Linked DNA regions of Anas platyrhynchos: region 2 is linked to region 1. Evidence: chromatin contacts called from public Hi-C data. All regions are on one chromosome and are shown on one strand. The core of a region is the stretch at or near the end of the contact, and the rest is flanking DNA. Distances in the headings are between cores, read along the strand shown. Region 1 overlaps FOXK2 (forkhead box K2). Region 2 holds the start of LOC139999102 (zinc finger protein 692-like).

What was found. A called contact is a pair of places that touch in the nucleus more often than the background predicts.
Region 2: a Hi-C map of subcutaneous adipose tissue shows a contact between it and region 1, with 2.7 times the contacts expected there. The contact joins the promoter of LOC139999102 here to the enhancer-like site in region 1. A contact is called at or near these places in 3 of 8 Hi-C or Micro-C datasets (liver, skeletal muscle and subcutaneous adipose tissue).

What each region holds. Positions count from the first base shown.
Region 1 is chr19:7,265,544-7,272,656 of IASCAAS_PekinDuck_T2T, forward strand. It overlaps FOXK2 (forkhead box K2), which reads right to left. Exons shown (of 9, transcript XM_027471475.3): 5 at 5,080-5,273; 6 at 4,075-4,250; 7 at 2,721-3,017; 8 at 2,266-2,475; 9 at 1-215. The coding sequence ends at 19. Among named protein-coding and RNA genes, the nearest start is that of WDR45B, 28 kb to the left of the region's middle. Within about 2 kb of position 4,353, at least 2 of the 8 cell types and tissues checked have an H3K27ac peak or open chromatin away from gene starts, as enhancers often do. A contact at or near this core is called in subcutaneous adipose tissue, where this site is marked.
Region 2 is chr19:7,330,141-7,337,253 of IASCAAS_PekinDuck_T2T, forward strand. It overlaps LOC139999102 (zinc finger protein 692-like), which reads right to left and starts at 3,736. Exons shown (of 6, transcript XM_072025843.1): 1 at 3,607-3,736; 2 at 3,098-3,301; 3 at 2,879-3,004; 4 at 2,564-2,689; 5 at 1,513-1,715. The coding sequence starts at 3,294. The coding sequence ends at 1,709.

The DNA.
Region 1 (7,113 bases), core at 3,103-5,602:
GAAAACTCCTCTAAGTTTCTAGTTCTGGCTGCCTTTATCGCTCACTGCCACAGACGGGGTGTCCACGTTAACTGCTATGACTATGCTCTCTCCATCTTCTGTTTTGATACGTTTGAGTTCCTGCTGTTCCGACTGGTCTCCGTTCTGGCGCTTTGTTGGAAGAGATGCCGATGCGGACGCATGGGTTGCTAACATATGCAAAGGACTTGCAGCAGCTGCAAAAAGATAATAGAAATTTCAGCACCCTAATCCTTGTCAAAACAGATGATACTGAAATCAAATTTGCATTTTCATCAAAATGATGAGTTCTTTTCTTTGTACTATGGTGGGTATCAGCAATCCCAGTTGAGATTCAGGTCCTGTCATTTAACCTTTGTACAAATCTGAAAGACATTGCTCTAAATCACTCAGCAACCATACAGGTACAGACAAAGGTGGGAGAAAGGGAAAGTATCTCAGTTTTGTTAATGTGGAGCTAAAGACAGACAAATATTAAATGATTTAAAGCCAATCTACGCAGTAATTTGTGACAGAACTGGGAAGGGAAATCAAGATCCCCTTTGAGGAGGTCTGGCCATGTCTACGGATCATTGCAGAATGTTTGGCTGGGAAGGAGAGCAGCACCACGCCACACTCACCTCCAGCCACAAGTTATTAAACAAAACCTGTGCAACTCACACCACCAGGAGATGCAGACAACTCAAGCATCAATTCTTTTTTGACAGATAGGCACTTACCCAAAGTGTTAGACCACTGCCTTTTTCCTTACAAGAAAGGTTGGGAAATGACCTGATTAGATTCAAGAGTACAACTGAACTACACTGACAGAGATGTACATAGCTCAAACGTGCTACGCCAGATCTTAATCTTTGTAATCTTTGTCGTTACATGGACAAAACAGTGCACCAGTCACCACTAACAGGCAAGTGCAGTCCCCTCGATCTTCTGAGACATCCAAGGGTTCTTTCCCTCTGCTTGACAGGAGTCTGTTTCTCACTATCAACTCTGACTTTATTAAACCAACTATTCAAATGTCAGTTTCATTTAAATTTCAAATACAAAATACTAACATATTAATTTGTTCATTGCATTTCAAGAAACTTTATCTAAACATTATCAATCTACCTGCTTTTCACACACAAGTTCCCTTTCCTGAGCACCACAGCTTTGCAGGAGCTGAAATGTGAGATGTACAAAAAGAAGTTGTTATATTTGTTCTTAGTAAACTATCCTAGAGAATACCTGGAATATCACGAGGGCAAGTAAGCAAACGGTTTTGTATTTAGTATGCATTTGTAGAACAAATACTTCAGAAATAGTTTCACGTGACTCTCAGCTCAATTCTGAACAAAAAAGGTGCATATCAGGTCTGGCAGTAACTGCTTTTGCTTTACTTACACTAAAATGAAGTGGAAGGAGGCAGAACACTGACCTATAAATATTGAACTTTAGTAGGAGAACCAACATCAGAGATGGAAAAAGAGTAAAAAGGAAACAAAACAAATAATTTACTCCATTATCAAGATTTTAGAGCAGAAATACATGTAGAAATAGTTTTAGGCTATCTTATATCAATTTCCATAAGCATACTCTATAACAAAAAAGCTACTGCAGCATCAGATAACATCTCAAAGTGAAACTGCTGAAACAATCTCTATGCACCTGCAGAGCAAACAAAACTGAATACATCTGTTTAAGTTATGATAAATCCTGAACAATTAAAATTGTGATAGAAATACTGCTACCCAGTTAGACCACTGAATCTGAGAGGGGAAAGAGGGTATGCAGACAGAATAAGAATCTCAAAATCTTGGAGAATTCTCCTTCACTTTAGTGCCTTGCTCTTGTACAGGTTCAATAGCAACAGAAGAAAAAGATAACTGCTCAAAAAGCCAGTCTGTCCTGCCTTCTTGCTGGTTGGTTCTTGACAAATCATCTGGGGAGCAGTTACCATTTTAATGGCATTGTCTTACAGGAACTTCTTTTAAAACTTGTTTATATCCTGGGTTTAATGATGAGAGGTTGGTCACCACTAAACACATCACTGTAATGACTACAAGAGAATAAATAGCTCTTCAAGTAATCATCATTGAAGAGAAATGCTGGTTCTTACCAAGAGGGAGAGAACAAACTCATACAAGACCGTAATCAAAATTTTCTGTACAACTTAGTTTTCAGTACAACTACAAAATACACGAGAACATTTCAAAAATTCAGCAGCGACCACTTTTGCAAAGCAACAGAACATCTTGGCACAATACATACCAGCGTTGCCCTGTCCTTGGATCGCAGTGGTGATAGGTACTATGTGCGTTCCGTTCTGTGTTACAGTTTTTATTGGTAGCTGGTGTTGACCTAGAGGTGCCTGTTGCACTATGGTAACTGTCTGTAAGGGGGTGGTCTGAGATGTCTGAATGATACGACTAGCAGCTCCTATTGTAGCATGACTAATAGCAGGTATAGGCTCCACTTTAACTGAAAAACAGATGATAAAACATTGGTAAAGACAAGAACACATTAAAAATTCATTTACTTTTACTACAGGAAAGTAGTTTTACTTCACTACTCAGTGCAGATGCATACTGTTTAATTACTAGCTCCAAGATGCATGAGGAATTACGATGCATTTCAAGTACTACACTTCAAACTGGAAGTAAATTTCAAATAATAATCCTTCCATATAAAGACCTCCCACAGCAACTAACCCCCCAGGTTCTCACCTTTTACTTCCTTGTGGTCTCCATTCTCTTGAGGTTCTACCTTGGGCTGGGTTACCATCGCAGCTTGCGTGACTACTGCCTGTCCAGCTACAGTGTAAGTGTTTGCTGGTGCTAATCCAGTCACGTTTGTGACAGACACAGCTGGTATCTGGTGAACAACATGAACTGTCTGAACTACAGGCTGCTGGGATGTTGATGTTGTCACAGGAGTTGCAACAGTGTAGGTGACGGGTTTAATAGTTTGTGGTAGCTGCCGTTGTACAGTAATTAAAACTGGTTGGCTAGATAGAGGTGATCCTATCAAGAAAGAGACAAAAATTAGGCTGCTAATTTTAATTATTTAATTTAAGTCAGTCATTCTTTTAACTTAATGTTAAAGCCTCATAAGATTAACAACCTTCTTCATTAATGCCTGAGTGATCCAAAAGATAAAAATGGATAATGAAGATCATGCCACATGGCATTCAGTGCTGGATTAGCTCGGTACAAGCTGTAACCATTTCGGCAAAAGCCCCCTTGCCATGCCCCTGCAAATGCAACTGTACTGCCAAAGCTATGCTTAATATTCATTCGGTAAAACTGCCTTCCGTAGATGGGAATTAAAGTGTGCTTCATGTACTGTGTGAAGGACCTCTGCGGTGGCAGAACTCCCAGCTTCCTAGGCTGGGGATGCACGGTCTCTGCTAAGGACTGGTTGCCTTTGTCACAGAATGGTCACTGCTACTCTTCCAGGTGCATCACCAACAAAATGGATGGCAAAAGTATATCATCTAAACAAATAAATATGTATTCCATCACACCTTGCCCTTGCTTTTTTGTTTGTTGTTTTTTTTTGTTCATGTTTAAAAAAAAGGAAAATTCTTATCATGCATATTTGTTCTCTCTCTTTAGCCTTGCAACTCTTTCACTCCCCAGCATTGAAAGGTTGAAATGACCACAGATGTATGTCAGATATTTGCTTATTTCTGTAACCCCCCAGTTAATGTATTTATTTTTCTAAACCAGAAAGAATATGTTGTATCCAAAGGAAGTGACAAGTATTGCAAGACAGTACAGTCCTATACAGGACAGAAGCACAATCCCTGCTTAATAATAAAGCCATTAAGGGTTCTGATACACACAGATAATGCAGCCTCTATGTCTGCAAAAAGCTGTTTACCTGCTATGTTTACATGCTTTACAGTGATTGCTCTAAATGTGAAGGGCTTAAATATTTTTACTGATTTTTGGTGTACTTGTGAAATCTTGGTAGTGCGTGCATATAAATATATATACACATACACACACACACTTGTATTATATATTAGCCCTCTCCCATCTCCAACCCCCAAACGCTTATTTCAGGATTCCTCACCTGGGGCACTCTGTGCAAATCGTGCTTCTTGTATTACCGCTAGTTTTGGCTGGATAGCACTAGGCTCAGGTTCCATTGGGACTGGAGATCCTTCCCGGGACAGACTCTCGGGGGTCTGGACTCCACTGGAGTGTGCAGACAACACTCCAGAGTGATTAGGAGAGGCTGGGGCACTTCTGCATTTAAAAATGAAAGCAGCAGCTGATGTGTTTTAACTTCTGAACTGTGACAGACAGTGACCTTCCTCTACAGAGACTGTAACACACACTGCCCACAGGAGGGCACCTCTGCCTTCTGGCAAGTACAGTTACAACCCAAAGCAGTTTTGATGATCTTTTAAAAAGCTTTTGTTAAACAAGAACAGGATTTAAAAAGCAAACTTCAGGTATAGTTAATGGAACAGAAGTGGCTGGATGCCTTCTTAATGTGACTCTCTACACAATCTGTGAAACATGAACATTTCTTCTGGTGGAGAAAGATGGTGAGCAAATCTGTCTAAAGGGCAAGCCAAAAAAAATACACCAGTAGAAAGGCCATAACTTCACAAAGGGAGTAAGTAAAACCCTTGTATTTTCCCATCAAATTCTGCTTGAACATAGATGCATACTTGTAATTTCTAAGTTCAACACAACGGTAACTGTTTTTTGATAATTTTCTTTGCTGATTTAAAGTGCAGTTTAAATGGCAGTTAGAAATTAAAATTATAATTCTGTTAAAAAAAAAAAGAAAAACAACAACACAACCCAAAGGTACAGCAAGACTTGCTTACATTAACAATCTGACAGTTAGTTATGTAAATTGAGTCAGTTCTTTAATACTGAAAATAATCAATAAAAACAAACCTAGTGTTTTGGCAGCCTCCTCGTAAATCATACAGAATTCAAATAATGAGTCTGGATGAAATTAAATTACTGAACTTGTGACTGTATCCAAAACTATCAAGTCTGTATCAGCCTGAAGATTAAACAACAGCCATAGTCTTTTTGTTCATCTGTTTTTCCTTACCTAGAAGAGAGTGGTCCCAGAGGGGTTCTAAAGCAAGGTACTCCCCTAGGCCGCCTTTTCCTAAAAGCCTGCTCTATTAATTTGCTTTCAGAGGCAGGGTCTATCCTCCAGAATGAGCCTTTGCCTGGTTCTTCCTGGGAACGTGGTACTTTGATGAAATAACGATTCAGAGAGAGATTGTGACGTATTGAATTCTATGGAACATAAAAAAATATGTAGAATTCATATAACTTTTTCAAGTCAGAATGTGGCCTACTGCAGCAGTTTGTACTACAGGAGACTCGGGGTTCAGCTCTTTCATTCCTTAATTCAACAGGAGTCAGAGCACTGCCAAGGTAGTGCCATAAACCTGGAAGGTACTCTTGCATTTTTCAAATCTTTGCCAACAGTTAAAAACCAGTATGTTAACGTGAAACACGGTGATTGCAACACTGTTAGAACACTACAAATACTTGAGCATAATGCAGTGTAAAAAAATCAAGAATTAGCAGTCCTCATATACCACCCTTCCCCAGGTGTCAAGGAAAATATCAGGTTGTACTACAAGGGCCAGCAAAACACAGAATATGCTGATTCTGATCTTACACAATTCCCCTCTGTTACTGTTCCATAATACAGAAAGAGAAGATTAAATTACACAAGATCCAAATACAGCTAGATTGTTGGGAGTTCACCCACAGTCTCTGTCTCAACAGAGGAGCCAAGGATTTAGTTTGTCTAGAAAAACAACAAATGGCAGTGGGTTCTAAAACAGCTCTTCAGTGAGATCTCTGCCACTCCGCTCTAGTTTGCGCATTGCTTTATCCTCACTTTCCTGTAACACACAACCCTGATCAAAAAGATGCAGAAAACTGCTAACGCTCTGAAGTATCTATCTATGCTCGGCTTTGTGCACGTGCTTTTTAAATTTAAATACATAAACCTAAAATCTTTCAAAACATTATCACCGAAGCAGAAGAAAGTAAGTGTAAGAATACATACTGACATACTTGTGGGAGAACAGGGGAAAATGGAGAAAAGGCTTTACATTAACAAAAGCTCCTCAAAATCCTTCTTAGACGTATGTATTCATGACCCTGAAGGCAAATTTCAAAAACTTAAAGAAATGATAACCATGTATGGTTTCTTAAATGCAAACTGATGAAACCAGAAATGGTTTTTGTTGCCAAAAATTGAAACACAACTAGAAAGATGCCAAGAACATGCCTATAAACTGTATTTATTTCTCCGTATGCTAGAATAAAAGAGTAGATCCAAAAGTACCTGCTAAAATACATTCACAAAGAGTCCTCTAGTCAAAATGAGAGTTTTATATACTAAAAGATATTAATACCTCAACAGTACTTACTAAGGTATAGGATTTGGACATTATACACATGTATATACTCTCTGGTTTGAATAATATGCATATATGGCCTCAAATATTATTTAAGACATCAATCAGATAAAATCACCTTAACTATAATTTAATACTTGAAGGATAAGAACTAGCAAAGCCGCTGATACATGAGGTACACCTGTTGCTGTTATAGCAGTAACTACTAGTGACTGATCAGCATCTAATTTTCAGCTTTTTGCTTTATTTATTGATTTAGAAACAGGTGCTAATTATTTATTCCAGAACATATGTCTGCTGTGTCTATTATCCTGGCTTTGTTAATCATTCTACATCTAAATGCATACACTGTTCTAAGACAGAATTCTTTAACTGCGTTGCAATGTATGCGTGGTTACATGATGCTTACATAAGGAAGCATTATACACACAGATACTCAACATATTTCAGAATAGGAAGCAAAAAGCAGACCAACATTTCATAAACAGAATCCTACTGCTAAAACAGATCTGTTAGTACGACTGCAGCCAGAATTCTGCATTATGTGAGAAAGGGAAAAAAATCTTCTAGGTGCTTCCTAGCCAGAACAAGAGTTAAGTCCTTCACTAGCCAAACCATTAGAAAAAGTTTGTAGAAGTGACATTCCCCATTAACCTTGGAATTCTCATTAAGAATGAGTCAACTTTCACATAGACTCT
Region 2 (7,113 bases), core at 2,486-4,985, 64 kb after region 1:
CAAACAAACAAAAAATAGTCAATTATGTGCTTCGACAGTTCTGCACTTTTTACATTAAAACCAGAAAAACAATTTGAATCTAGATAGGTTAGATCTAGGTTAGTATTCTGAATTTTAAAATGTAGGGTGAAAGTAAGTAACAGAAGAAGCATTATAGAAGAACTGAATGTATTCAGGAACCTAACTGGACATGGTTCCGTAATACTTCCCTTTGGCTACACCCTGCCAATAATGCTTTAAAGCAATTTCCATGTGTTCTTTTCTTCCTGTGTTATTTCAACATTCCAACTCTTCACAATAGCCAGAACTCAAAATACAATGCCAGTTCACCTGGCAAGAATCTTGAAATCCCAGAGTCCCCACTACTTGACTCCCTCACCGTTTCTCCAACAACTTCTCTCCAGCAAGAGCAACTTCTGAAAGCTAACACCAGTGGGCAAGACTCCAAAAACAAGACGAACCAAATATTAAAGCCACTGAAGAAACAGGTGAATTTAAGTGTTCTTCCTCATTGTACTCGCTATTTCCAGTTCCTCAACAGCTAGTGTTTAGCCAACTTAGTAGACTAGATGAAAGGCCTAAAATAAAACAGCCACTTTATGATTATGATCATTAATGCACAATTTGTTAAGAAAGGACCTTCAAAAAGAACTTGTTGCAGAAACTGTACTTCAAATTGTTCTTTTCCTGGCTCTTTCCCGGCTGTACAAAATGAAAAGACATACTCTACCATCCTCAAAACAGTAACAGCAACAGAAAAACATGACACCCAAATGCCTGGAAAGCAGGAGCTACCTGACTTCATCTCCACCCTTCAACAGGAAGTGTAGGTTTCTTGGATTTTTTTTTTTTAAATCCATCAACAGAGCTACTGTTCCTTTCAGAAGGTAAACCAGTATTTTCTAAAATAGCTAAGAATCTTGCACATCCATCTACAAACACTGAGTTAATATTGAGTTTAGTCTTACTTTTAAGACCCAAGCTCAGCTACCAACATGACTTTAGGCAAATCACTTGACCACTGTATGAATTTCCCACAGCTACTAAGAATCCTCCAGTAACATTATCACTCTATCTCATCAGTATACTGTGAATGAAAAACAAAAGCATTACTGAGGATGCGGTGTTCAGAGACTGAAACACAGAATTCTTATCCTCACAGACACGCTATACAACTACTTCTTGTGGGTGAATGTTCCACAGAACAACACGGTATGCACTAAGGTATCTGCTCTATAAAGTACTACTTCTCTTTGAATCTCTTTGTTCTCAAACAGCTGCCTTGGCTTTGTACAACCACTGCATACATGCCTGATCATTTGTCCAGCATTTCACATAATCAGTGTGACTTAATATCTTAGCACGCACACACTATAAGTCTGTAATGAAGCATCCCATACCTTACCTTTCAGATGAAAAAGTTTTTCTCACACCAAACAATTTTTCATATTATTTCTCACAGCTCAAAGGGCAGAAATAAGCAATCAAGTAAGAACAAGGTTTCTGTCTCACCTGAATAAAATCCATCCCAGGAATTCAATTATTGTTGGCTGCACTCCAAACTAAAGCTATAGTGCCAGAGAAAAATGTTATTTTGAAGAATGCACTTGAAATTTTCGGCTTCATCAGCACTGATATTTGTGTTCTCCTGACCTAGCTTCCAAGAATTCTTCTGAGCCACTGAATTGCTTTCAGAACCCCAACATGTTCACCTACTAAAATCAAAAGTAAGAAGAATTAGGGAAGTCGCAAAAAAACAGAACAGTGGAAAACAAGATTCAGACAAACATGCTACATGCATTACATACTTCATATTAGCGAAGGGTTTGGACACATCATGCAATGCCAATGTAATGTCCTAGGTTCTCAGTGTCCCCCTGCACACATTAAAAGATACATTTTTAAAGGTCTGATAACTAAGACATGGATGAAATTACAGTTATTCAGTAATACTTGTGGATAATTGAAACCTAAAGAGTAATGGACAAGCATACCTATTTGAGGCTCCTCTGATCTCAACTGTGAATGCCTTAGTGACTGATGACACTGCAGTAAAAGAAATCAGCAGTCGACTGACGGTGTGGTTGCCTCGTTGAGCACAGCACTATTTTTAAACAGGTTAACATGTCACTTTGTATGTATTATTACTCAAACAGTAAACAATTAAACATTTTTCTTTTTAGAAATGTTAAAGCACACACTACAATCACATGTGCCTGTAGACTGTATCACCGTGAAGGCTCATTATTTACTAAAGTGACTAATATACGTAGAGCAGCTATTTTCTTGTTCCACTCACAAATTATATATGATTAAGGAAGGCAGTCACTGAACAAGCAAGTTTACTGTGTGTACTCCAAGAGAAAACTTTTCCAAAATCTCTCATTGATTCTTGCCTCACAAAGACTGGACCAACCGTTAACTACTGAGATGCTTTTAGGTAAGAAATTAGAGCATGAATGACATGAGTTTCTAATAAGCAAAATTAAAAGTGAAAATTAAAATCCATACAAAATATTTTCAAATGTAAACCATGCAAATAGAACCCCATAGCATCACTAACGTGTCATCCATCTCCGTTGACAAGCAATCATGTGGCATCTCTCTCTCGTCTTTCACAGTGATGATTCTTAAATCTCCAGGTTCAGAACAAGCAGATTCTTTAGACAGCTGGTCATCATTGTCATACCTGCAAATACAACACAGAAAAGCTTCTACAAAGGGTCTCCAAATTATACAATTTGATGAAATTAGCTGTATAGTTTTCTCTTGCATATGACCCACCCCCCTTCTTTAAAAGCAGTTGCCATCTTCTAAATGCTATCAAGAAAGAGATTTAATCTACCCCATTCACACACAAAGAGAGCATAATACTAACGTTCCATCAGCTGCTATCAAGGAAGTGCTGTCTGACAACACTTTTTCGTCTCTCACACACTTTCTCCTCACACTGCCTGGGAGGGAACAGATCGGAGCTTTTAACAACGGGTCGTAACTGTCATACCTATAAAGAAAACATACAGCTGGTGTTAAATTAATGCCAGGCGTTATTTACTTGGGACTGGTAAACAGAGGAGAACTGAGACAGCCTACTCACAAGTCCAACAAAAAGCCCGCCACTTCAGCATCGTTCCTGAAGTCCAGCTTCTCCTTGAGCGTCAGCCAGCGGTCGATGTGGCTTCCCACATAGATCCTCGTCTTCCCCCTCCTCCTATCCAGGCTCTGCTTTCTCTTTTTCTTTTCCAAAAACGACAACACCGGGGGCCTTCCGCATCTCTTGGTTGGCAGCGACATGGCGAGCCTAGAAGCGGAGGAGAGGCCGTTACGAGAGCTCGGGTGACCGCCTGCAACCCCCTCGGGCACCACCACGGCGAGCCCTCCCCTCCCACGACTTTAAGGCCCTGCCAGGCTGTGTGAGGGTGAAACCAGCCCCAGGCGGCCGCGCTGACGGGAACCGCGGCGGCCCGGCCCTAAAGAGGGATCCACCCGTTCCCTCCCCATCCCCCCGAGCCGCTCCGTGCGGGAAGGGGCCGCCCGGGCGGCAATTTCCAGTCAGAGCGGAGCGGGCCGGGGGCCCTGAGCCGGCCGGGCCCCCCCGACCCTCACCCGCGGCCCGCTCGGCGCCTCAGGGAAACGCGGGGCACGTGACCAGAGCAGGGGCCCGCGCGCGCTGATGACGAGAGGCCGCCCGTGAAGGGGCACGGGGCGGGGCCGCGTCCGTCCCTCAGCGCCGGGCTCGTTGGGGGGAAATAAATCGGGTAATAACGGGGTGTCAACGGTTCCGAGGGTTAAAATCCCTGCCGAAACGTTAAATTCCCTTCTAAAGTGTTAAAATCACGTTTAAAATGTTAAGGCATGCGCTTAATTACGCTCCTATCCACTCACAGCATACGGCTACCTGAAGGAAGCTGTGGGGAGCTGGGGTCAGGTTCCTCTCACAGGTATCTGTGACAGGACCAGAGGGAATGGCCTCAAGCTGCACCGGGGGAGGTTCAGGTTGGAAATGAGGAGACATTTCTGCTCAGAAAGAGCAGTCAGGCGTTGGGACGGGTTGCCCAAGGCGGCTTCACTGTCCCTGGGGGAGTTCAAGGTTGGACGTGGTGCTTGGGGACATGGGTCAGTGGGTGACATTGGTGGTAAGGGGTGGTTGTAGCAGATGATCCTGGAAGTCTTTTCCAGCCTTAATGATTCTAGAATTTAAGGATGCTGAGGTAACAAGAGGCAGCCACAAAGCAAGTTACAGCTGGTGACACTGGGCTTCTGTCCTATACTGGTGGGCAACCCGTCACCTCACGAGCCGTGTCACAGCCACACAGCAGTGTTTCGGCTGATCAAATAGTACTCAGGAAAAGGTATTATGTACTCAGTAAAAAGGTATTATGACAGTAAAACTTTAAATCTGCCTTTTATAACTTCAGTAAAGGCGTTATAAACAACAAAAAAATGCTTTTCTTCCAAGTGATGTTTCCCAGTACGAACTGCAAAAACTCTATTTTACCTTCTGAAAGGCCAGATTCAGGGACAAAACTAGAATGTTCTCCTGAGCAGCAGGAAATATTTGAATTTTGACTTACGTGTTGAAAGGGAAATACTAAATAAATTATACCAAAAAAAAAAATAATTAAACATTTAAAATGTAGAGCCTGTGCTGTCACAATGTATTATAACAAAGGCATTACACAGAGCAGGCATTCTGCCAGTTTCTCAGTGCTTCCATATACTACATTTTGAAATAAATGACTAAAAAGACAAAGCAGATTTCCTAGCAATGTTTCTGGGTAATTTTATCTAAACAATGAGGACAATTGCACCAGCCATTTTTTAATAATTTTATTTCTACTGCCAGTTTTGATAGAATCACCATAATAAGTCAAATGGGTTAGCTTAAGAATTAATGGATGACGAGCATATAGCAAATGATTCTAGCATATTGAAGCATTTATTTGCCTCTGCTGAGCAACTTGACCCAAGTAAAGTAAATAGTGGTAAAAAAAATCAAAAGATTTCACTTGAAAATAAAGAACAAAAGAAAAAAGACACTATGTTCTTAAACACAGGTCATTATGTTTAATCATTTACAGGAGTATGTCAGCAGATTTTCATTTCAGTGAAAGTTAATTGTGAACTGTAAGCTTTAAAATAATTATTGTAGTATAATTATGGGTTTAATAAGAATTGCTCAGAATTGCACAAATTCTCTGTGATGAACATATGTGAAGATAATCCCTTGTATTTCACCTTTTTCATATAAAATATGCAATAATTCCTCTTCTCTCACCATCATATATGTGCAATACATATTTGATGCTGATGCTCACAAAGAAATATGGCTATTTAAGGGGCTTTTATAATTATTTCTTCCAATCTACTTGACAAATATAGCTATTATCTGTATAGATCTACATTCCAAACAACATTACTGTGTAAGCTATTGAAAGTTGTGTGCTTTTAAGTTCCTGATTATCTAAAAATAACAAAGCTGCTAGAAACAAGGGGATGCTAACACTGTTTCTTTCTACCAAACATAAGCAAATATGTAGTGACTCACCTTTCATGCTAATTTAGTAACTTAAGCAAGTTTATGCTCTTAAACACACTTGTAAAGTTAAAAATAGCATTTAAAAATAAAGCTGCATGTCTGTGTTCTCAATCATGAATTAAACAGATAAGAAAATTTTCAAAGCTTTTAAGAAGTAGCTGTATCTTATCAAATATACACATATTAATATGTTCCTTTCATTAAGGAGGTCTGCTAGCCAGTATTAACTTTGCATGCTCCACGTCATTTTGACTGTGTGACAGTCACAGCAAGGGAATGGTTTTAATCCCACCAATATTCACATTAACGTTGATTTTACCACTTGGATATCTACAACAGTAAGCTTTATATTTTGTCCTGAACTGTCTCACACAAGTCCTTTAAACATGCTTTCCTAGTACAATGAGGTGTACGTTGCAAAACAGGAGCAGCTGCCACTTAGGAATGAAATTTCAAAGCCAATACTCCAGGCTCAAAGGTTAAGGTTCGTTTTTCTCTCCAGCAATGCAGAGAAATCTAACTGAGGGCACCAGCTGCAGCATACTGCCTCCTTCTGAACCACAACTGCAGCCACGCAGGAAAGAGTTTCAGAGGTTTACATGGTTTATAGCAGTCTCTCCACTACATCTCTCCTGGCTCTATTATCACCTTTTTCTGATGTTTTACTACGCATCATTAGTTTTCAGCGCAAAGCATATTACTGTTGAGCTCCTGCATATTTAGCTTCCAAATGTAAGCATAGAAATGCAGCAGTAATGTACTTTACAAACTTACGAAGCTTACTGTCTCATGAGGCATGTAATTTTCAATACAAAATGCACTATGTTGCTACAAGAGCAATCAGTAAATTCAGCAATGTTTAAATACCCCACTTATTTCACATTTTACATATATTTGTGAAACAGGAATGTAAAACTGTTCCCTGTAAATGCTAATGCAAACTTCTCCATATAAAAGTAATTTATCTGTGTAATACATTAAAAAAAATACACAGGCAAATACACAAAGATAGTTATCTAAGTAGCCTGTTTCCAGAATGCATAGGGATGCTCAATCTTTTATCTGTTTTATTCTCACAGTTTCCAGTTATCAGTGATTTAAGGACTCTGTGGATGAGAGGCTGAATGCGAACCATTACCTTGAACAGGTATGGAAAGTCCTATACTCCAGGAACTGCATCCCTTTTAGAACCCACTTAATCTTCATAGTATCCTATGGCAGTGGATCTTCATTTTGCTTTTGGAGCAATTTGTTACAAAATAATAATAATGATAATGATAATGATAATAATAATAATAACAATAATAATAATAAATGTTCCTAGACAATAAATTATTTATGACCCTAAATACAAAGTCATACTTATTCCAAGAAAATACTGATATCCAATTGAAAAAATGCATCACAACAGTTAGATTTGTTAGCCCCTGCAAGGACTAACAGCTCACTCACCATCAGTAGCTTTAACCCATCTGTTTCCCTGCTAGCCTGCAACAGAATTAACAGCATCTATTTATTAAAGGAAAGAGAGATGAGAACATGGTTGAAAACCATCATGGTGATCACCACACAAT